2 separate regions of the Rattus norvegicus genome follow, and region 2 is linked to region 1. A link is a contact called in public Hi-C data. All regions are on one chromosome and are shown on one strand. The core of a region is the stretch at or near the end of the contact, and the rest is flanking DNA. Distances in the headings are between cores, read along the strand shown. Region 1 overlaps Robo1 (roundabout guidance receptor 1). Region 2 overlaps Robo1 (roundabout guidance receptor 1).

Evidence for each region. A called contact is a pair of places that touch in the nucleus more often than the background predicts.
Region 2: a contact with region 1 is called in a Hi-C map of the A7r5 cell line, with 4 times the contacts expected there. The contact joins two enhancer-like sites. A contact is called at or near these places in 9 of 12 Hi-C or Micro-C datasets (the A7r5 cell line, Schwann cells, frontal cortex and 5 more).

The regions. Positions count from the first base shown.
Region 1 is chr11:24,411,549-24,415,225 of GRCr8, reverse strand. All of the region lies in intron 2 of Robo1 (roundabout guidance receptor 1), which reads right to left. Among named protein-coding and RNA genes, the nearest start is that of Robo1, 350 kb to the right of the region's middle. Within about 2 kb of position 1,980, at least 2 of the 93 cell types and tissues checked have an H3K27ac peak or open chromatin away from gene starts, as enhancers often do. A contact at or near this core is called in the A7r5 cell line, where this site is marked.
Region 2 is chr11:25,027,227-25,030,991 of GRCr8, reverse strand. Robo1 (roundabout guidance receptor 1) reads right to left here. Exons shown (of 31, transcript NM_022188.3): 11 at 2,508-2,713; 12 at 957-1,038; 13 at 643-811; 14 at 365-531. Among named protein-coding and RNA genes, the nearest start is that of Trnav-aac31, 83 kb to the left of the region's middle. Within about 2 kb of position 2,356, at least 3 of the 93 cell types and tissues checked have an H3K27ac peak or open chromatin away from gene starts, as enhancers often do. A contact at or near this core is called in the A7r5 cell line, where this site is marked.

The sequences.
Region 1 (3,677 bases), core at 731-3,230:
AATCAACCTGCAACAGTGTAGATTTGTAGATCTCATCATATTCTTCCTCTACAGTCGAAAAGCATCAAATCTACACAATCTCCGTTCATACTACTGTAGAAATGACAGTAAACGGATCAGCATTGCAAGCTTTGTGAACACCACCAAATATCAGATGTTTGTTTTTACGCTTAAAAAAACCTCCAATTGTGGTTTCTGTCCACACAGCATCCCACAGTACTTACATTTTATTTTTAAGGGATGGGCCACACTCATTACTTCAGAAGTAAACCACATTGACCTAATCCTTGATCTCGGATTTATAGCGCCATTAATCCAAACCTATTGACAGATCATGTCTCAATTTAACATCTTTTCTAAGTCCATAAGATGTCTCAATGACAGCAAAGTTCTTCCTTCCTGCTCATTGCATTTCAGCTTAGGGATGGCCAATGGCAAATGGTGTCTTCAGGTGATCATTGTTATGAAGAACGTATCGTTCTGCAGTTAACATAATAATTATGTGACGATTTCTGCTAAGTTACATGTGAATACATAAAACACTAAAAGTATACACGAGTAAAGAATACACTATTCCCAATCTTTAACCTAATCTATGTCACGGATGCTGCTGCTTCTTTACGTCTGTGCACCCTGACGATTCTGATTCTAACTTGTTTCTGCTTCTATGGTTCTGACATTCACTGGTACCTGGGCCACTCGGTGGTTGGTTTTTCCATTTATAATAAAAATCAGTGACCAGAAGAGATCCTCAAGGTCTCAGGGCTTGCCCATGAGAGACTAGAATTTCTTTGACTAGATAGGATATTTTAACGCTTTCTGGGCTGAACTATGAGTTTCAGGCACATCTCCTTTGAAAAACATAACATGTCTTTATTTCTAAGAACCTAAAATTTGGCCCTTGCAGATTACTTCCTTTTGTAGCATATTGGTATACATTAGGGACTTTAGAGAGTCTTCATAAAGCATAATGGCTAATTGTGTGGTGACACCCGGTCTGCTTATGCCTTTCTTTGTCTGAGCTAGGTCTTTTCCACTTCATGGGACTTGTTTCCAAGTAACATACATGGGGGTTACCACCAGTCAAGAATACAGGAGACTTCCTGATGACTTCTTTCTGCACAAGAATGAGTTTCACTCTATTGTTAGTTAGAAGCGTCAGGAAATTGAAACTTGTAGGTTGGAAGTTTTTGGGAAATCAAAAGTTATGCCGATGGTTTCTGATGTGACGTATGTTTATTGTTCCCCTGATGACCAGTTTGCGTTGTTTGATTTTTTTATAAGCAAGTGCTTTTTCCCTTATTAAATGAGACTTGATCAGAATACTGTCTTGTCTCCACTTCTCATGTCTCTTGTCCCATTCATTCCCACTCCCCTCTTCAGGGTCTCCGTTGATGTTCCCTTGGGCCGGGACAGCTAATTTTCTATATTCCTTGATTTTTTTTCTCTTTATTTCTACTCCCTGCGGTCTTCGTGGTCTAAACATGAGGTGTAAATGCACATCGTAAGGAATCAGGAATTTTATGCTCTATTTTTAGCCTTAAGATTATAAACATGTTAGGAAACAGTCTTCTTTCTCTGTTTCTAGCAAGCAGAGAAGCACGCGTTTAAATGTTCATGGTTAGGTTTACAAAGGAAGTTAAGAGTACACATAACCAAGCCTGCCTGTGAGTCATGAGACCTCTGTGTAGACTTCGGGGGAGACCTGCTGGAGGCATGTGCCATGAGTAATGTGTATTTCATTTCAGAGGGTTAGAGCTTTCGGTATTTAGTTAAAAAGAGAGGGCCATTATGTTAATTAAAACATTAATTGGGGGTAATTACAACGTGATCATAGTTTATATAGATTTTAGGTACAATTTATACAATTATCTCCAGTAGCAGAGGAAAATAATGAAGCTGTTTATCTGCAACATTTGCCTAACTGAAAACTGCAACTACAGAGAAGCTGCATATATATCTGTGGTCAGAGCACCCATTTGAAGTAGAGACGCCACGAGGCTAGTCAGATCCTAATGAACTCCCCGAGGACAGGGTGGTTTGGCGAGAGCACAAGACTTTTAAAACCACCACACATCACCAAATCATATCCCTTAATTTTCATCTTGTTTTAAATGAGTCTCACTTAAGAATAATTACTGAGCCCCAGAACTAACGTGCTGGAATTACAGGGCCGAAAGTTATTCCTGTAGGTGTTGCATTTGAGTTCTCCTTCCAGGCTTTGCTCGACTTAAGACGCGGAAGCCAATTTCACCTGCAGGTCAGTATAACGAACACGTAATGCACGCAATCCCAGGGAGGTGTTTTCGTAGTCCGTGAGCACGCTCTCTAGCCTCTTCCTTACGTTCCCAGAAGGATTAGCTGGTCTGAGTCCACGGTTTATTTTTTCTTTCTAAAGGGTGGGTTTTAATACTGCTCACAAGCTTGATCTGTGGAGCAGATTTCTTTCCTTTTGAATTCTGATTTCATCACTTCCACAGCTGTGTGACCTTGGGCATGTAAAGTATTCCCCGAGCCTCGCTTTCTTCATCTATAAAAATGAAATTGTGAAAATAAATACTATTTGCTCCGTTGGGATGTTGTAAGGATTAAATCCCTAAAAGCTCTCGAGCATTAACAATGATTTCTGGTATAAAATAAGTACTATATAAATGCCGAGTCTGATTATGAGCATAGAGAAATAGACTATGATTCAGGCTTAAGTGTTAAATCATCTGGCTCCGAAGGAACAAATGAAGGTCGGGGGGAAAAGTCTACTTCAGCACGGTCTTCTTTCCCCTTGGGGTATTCCTTGAAACAACTGATACTTCATAATGAAATGTTCCAGAAGCAGTTTGGATCTAGTAATGGATTATGATTGGGGAAGCGGGGCTGTAACTTTTGATTTCTTGAGCAAAACTGTATTAATATTTCTTTCTTTTTCTCTATTTGTGTGCGTGTGTGTGTGTGTGTGTGTGTGTGTGTGTGTGTGTGTGTGTGCGCGCGCACGGGCGCGCGTATAGTATGCATGTGCAAATGTGTGTGCAGATAGGCTTCGGGAATCCAGATCTTGAAATAAGAATGTCTTTTTCAGTTGCTTCTCCACATTTCTTTTGAGACAGCATCTCTTTGCTGAACCTGGCGCTTGCCGTTTCTGGCTGGGCTGGCTGGCCAGGAGTCCAGAGGAAATGATCCACTTGGCTCGTCCATTCAGCACTGAGTTTTAAAGTGGAGTACTGCCACACCCAGTCTTTTACAAGGATGTTGGGAATCAGAACTTAAGTTTTTATGCTTGTATGTCAAATACTTTTCACACTGAAGCATCCCAGACCTCAGAGAAGTTTTAGTACTCATGAATTGTTTTTTTTTTGTTTTGTTTTGTTGTTTTTTTTTGGGGGGGGGGGAGTGGGGCTTCAACATATGCCAGGAATTCCAGTACTTGAGCATTTAATTCTATACTACTAGGCTCTAAGTTTTGCTAAACATTTAACAGTACTTACATATTTAAGGACTATTTATCATTTCAAAGAAGAAAGGAGAGCTCCAGAAAAGTAGGAATTTAAATTAAGCACCACCATTTTGAAATTGGATCAATGATTTTTTTTTAGAATGAAGTAGTAATGGATATCTGTTTGCTTATAGAAAGACACAATTATATAAAATTACACTCATTTGTATGTTTTGATGTCACAACTCAG
Region 2 (3,765 bases), core at 1,107-3,606, 620 kb before region 1:
GGATTCTGAAAAATCGTGTTCGAGGTTATGGGGACTGCATTTTGGCACCAACAAATTTACTCAGTTTTAAATACGATAGTTGATAGGCTTAAAATATTTGGCTTAAAATTGACAAAATTGAAAAAAAAATATACAAAAAGAATCACAGGGTATTTTTAGTGGATTTGTAATCTCAGGAGAAGCAGTTAATCCTTTGTGTCATCAATTTCGATAGTCTCAATCCAGAAAACCATAGTTTGTATTGGACAGTGAAAAGAAATTAAGTTTGCAAATGGGCAACCTTAGCACGTAACCCACATCAGGACACTAATGATGACATCTAAGGACAAGGAGGCGTTTCGGGCTTCAGTCGATCAATATTTACCTTGTGTTTTCACTGGATCGGATATTTGGCTTGGATCGCTAATCCCATAGGCATTTGCTGCCCTCACCAGGAAAAGGTAGATCGCATTAGGTTTGAGCCCTTTGATGGCGAATGTTTCTGTTTTCACATTTTCTGCCACGGTCTGCCAGCTGCTACCAGATGCATGGCTGAGGACAGATACATTCGTTAGAGCAAGTACACTGGATGGAGAAAAAGAAAAGAAGAAAGGAAAAAAGCCAAAAAAAGGGGGGAGCTTGCAAGAACCCCTCTCAGCCTACCTGAAGGCTTCTATAATATAAGACGTTGGGGTTGCTCCTGAGTTCAGGTTAGGCTGCCACAATAAAGTGACTGTGTTTTTGCTCACATCTGTGACTTCAGGCTTTGAAGGCGCACTGGGGATTAAATTGGGGTCGGTGGGTCTTGGAGGTTGAACTGGAACTCCAAATTCTAACAAGAGTGAAAGGGGGAAACAATTTTATATGTACACAAATTGGCACATGAATGCAGGCCACACATTAACTTGCCTTCCTGTAGACCAGGATATTGGCCTTGTTTGTCACCAAAAGTTTTAAGACGAAATGTATGTATTTACCCTGGACTTCGATGTAAGCGCTCCACGTGGCCTCACCACTGGGGGTCGAAGCAGTGCAGGTGTACCGACCGGTGTCACCCAGCTGCGAAGGCACAGGGAAAAGAAATGTTTGGAATCATCAAGACCTTTCTGGGCTGGAAAAACAATTACCGGGTTGTCTATAGCCCACGAATACAGAAATATACATTAAAATCTGCGAACCAGAAATGTCCCTGTAATTAAATGTATTTTTTCTTGAAACATAAAAAAAAATATTGCAAGAAGACAGAAATAAAGAGCCTTTTATATGGTTATCATAACTGATGTCTCTCTCTCTCTCTCTCTCTCTCTCTCTGTGTGTGTGTGTGTGTGTGTGTGTGTGTGTGTGTGTGTGTGTGTGTGTGTGATAGATAGTTCTTTAACAGACTAGGTTTAGCATCAAAGATTGGGAAAAACCGAATTATACACTATCTTAAATTGTTCACTCTACACCCCTCTCCCCTTATTATAAAACTTGAGATGTCAGATATAAAACCAAAGCCCTTGCTGGAACAAGCACTCTCTCTCCCTTCTGAAAACGGAAGCCCAAAGTAAACTCGGGCTCAGCCAAAAACCGGGAACAGCATGCTAAAGCCATATACTTCTGATTAATTTAACAACTCTTATCTCCAGATAACATTGTCATCTGGCTCTGGCGAGAGAGAAGAACAATGTGGCAACGGTTGCCACAAAGAGGTACAACACCGCAACCCTGGTGGCACACAACAGCTCTGCTGTTCATTCAGAACTCCAAAGGATCCACCCACGATCCAGATCCAGGCAGTGGAAATGAATGCGGATTGCAACCCAGGACGCTTGTTTCATATGCCTCAGAAGCTTGTCAGAACAAGACCACAAAAGAAAATCAAAATCAAAACAATGTAAACTGGTCCTGAAGGAACAGATGATGAGGTGACCTGGGATGGCAAATCCCCATGTTTGTCCCCACCAATCTGTGGGCTTTTTATCACGCAGCATTCTGATTTGAAATGGGCACTGAGTTAGCATATATATGACTTTATAAGCGCTGTCCATGTGAATGATACTTTGTAATTCCAAAATGCTGGGCCAAGTAGTTCAAACAGAAAGACTGCTCAAATCCACTGTACATAAAGCAATACTAGAACATTTTCCTGGCTGGTTACTTACAGAATGCCTGCATATCCTCTCTCTCTCCCTCCCCCTCTCTCTCTCTCTCACACACACACACGCACACACGCACACACGCACACACACACCTGCAAACACGCAGTGTACACACTCCCTCTCTCAGGTCTCCAACCATTTTCCTTAATACGTCTTCCAAAGCATCTTCTTCTGTCTCCACAGGACCTTAAATTACTTGCCGTAACTTATGAGTCAAGTCACCTCAAGCAGGCACAGTGGCATGCCTGAACAAATGATGCATACCATTAGAATGTATTAGTATTTTTATTTAGTATTTCATCTAGGTGACAGTATTTCAATGCTAGTTGTTGCCTGTAAAAGTAAAGAGGAACCGAGTAGGAAGTCCATGAAGCCTTTGCAAGTTACCTTAGCGTAGCGGATCTGCAGGACCCCGCTCTCCAGCTGTTTGATCCGAGAATCTTGGGTTGAAACAAGGACTCCATCCTTCCTCCACAGAATTGTGGGCACGGGACTGCCTGTGGCCACACAGCTGAGAGTTAAAGTACCATCCACTGCTACAGTCTGATTCACAGGACCTTGTCGGATGACTGGGGGAGGCCGGTCCGCAATCACTGCCAAGAGAAACAACAGGAAATAGATTTCTGCAACTGGAAGCAATTTTCTAATCATCTGAGCAACAGCCATTGCTGTAGGCTTTGAAAAAGAAAAAAAAAACTAAAGATAATTAAACAAGTAATTAAAGTGGAGACATGCGTTATTCAGAATGCATTTACATTATGCACTGATTAGGAATATTAAAACGAGGTACAAGGCCTTTCAAATGACAAACTGGGTCTGGGCCTGCTACATTATCTAGGGACCAAGTAAGCGTTCAGAAATTGAATACGGGCTGTGGCTGGTGAAGGAGGCTTATAACGAAGAGGAAAGAATACTGTAAACATAAGGAAGCACAAGCAACAGAGCCATTTAATAAGTCTGTCCCACAGAAATGTATGGGACAGATTTTAATGAATGAACCAAGGTCAACTTGATTTCATAATTGTTTTCTCTCTAACAGCAACCACCAGCGCCATCACATGAAGCCACCATGCAGAAAGTCTGACCATTTTGAATGTTAAAAGGTGCATTGGACTTTCCTTTATAAACAGAATTGAACTTGCTGTCTTTATCTCAGAATGGTCTGCTACCTACATGCCTGCCTCCCTGCCTCCCTCCCTCCCTCCTTTCTTTCTTCTTTTGGGAGTGTGTGTGTGTGTGTGTGTGTGTGTGTGTGTGTGTACACAAGTGTTTGAGATATCTGTATCCACATGTATGTGGGGTATGTGTGAGAGCACACATGAACATAAGCAGATGTGCATGCATGCCCACGCATGTGAGTGCAGAATCCAAAGGTTGATGTTGAGTGCCTTAATATTGCTCTCTGCTTTATTTATGAAGCAGCCACTTCCTGAAGCACAGATTTTAGGTGTGGCCAGTCCAGACAGCAGGCTTTGCAGGAAATCCTCTCTGATCTCCTGAATGCTTGGATTACAGGCTGAACACCTCACCCTGAACTCAGCTTTAACATTGGTTGTGTGCATACAAACTCCATTCTCCACACTTGCGAGGCTAGCCCTTTATCCACTGAGCAATGTCTAGGATGTTGAGTGATTTTTCTATTGAA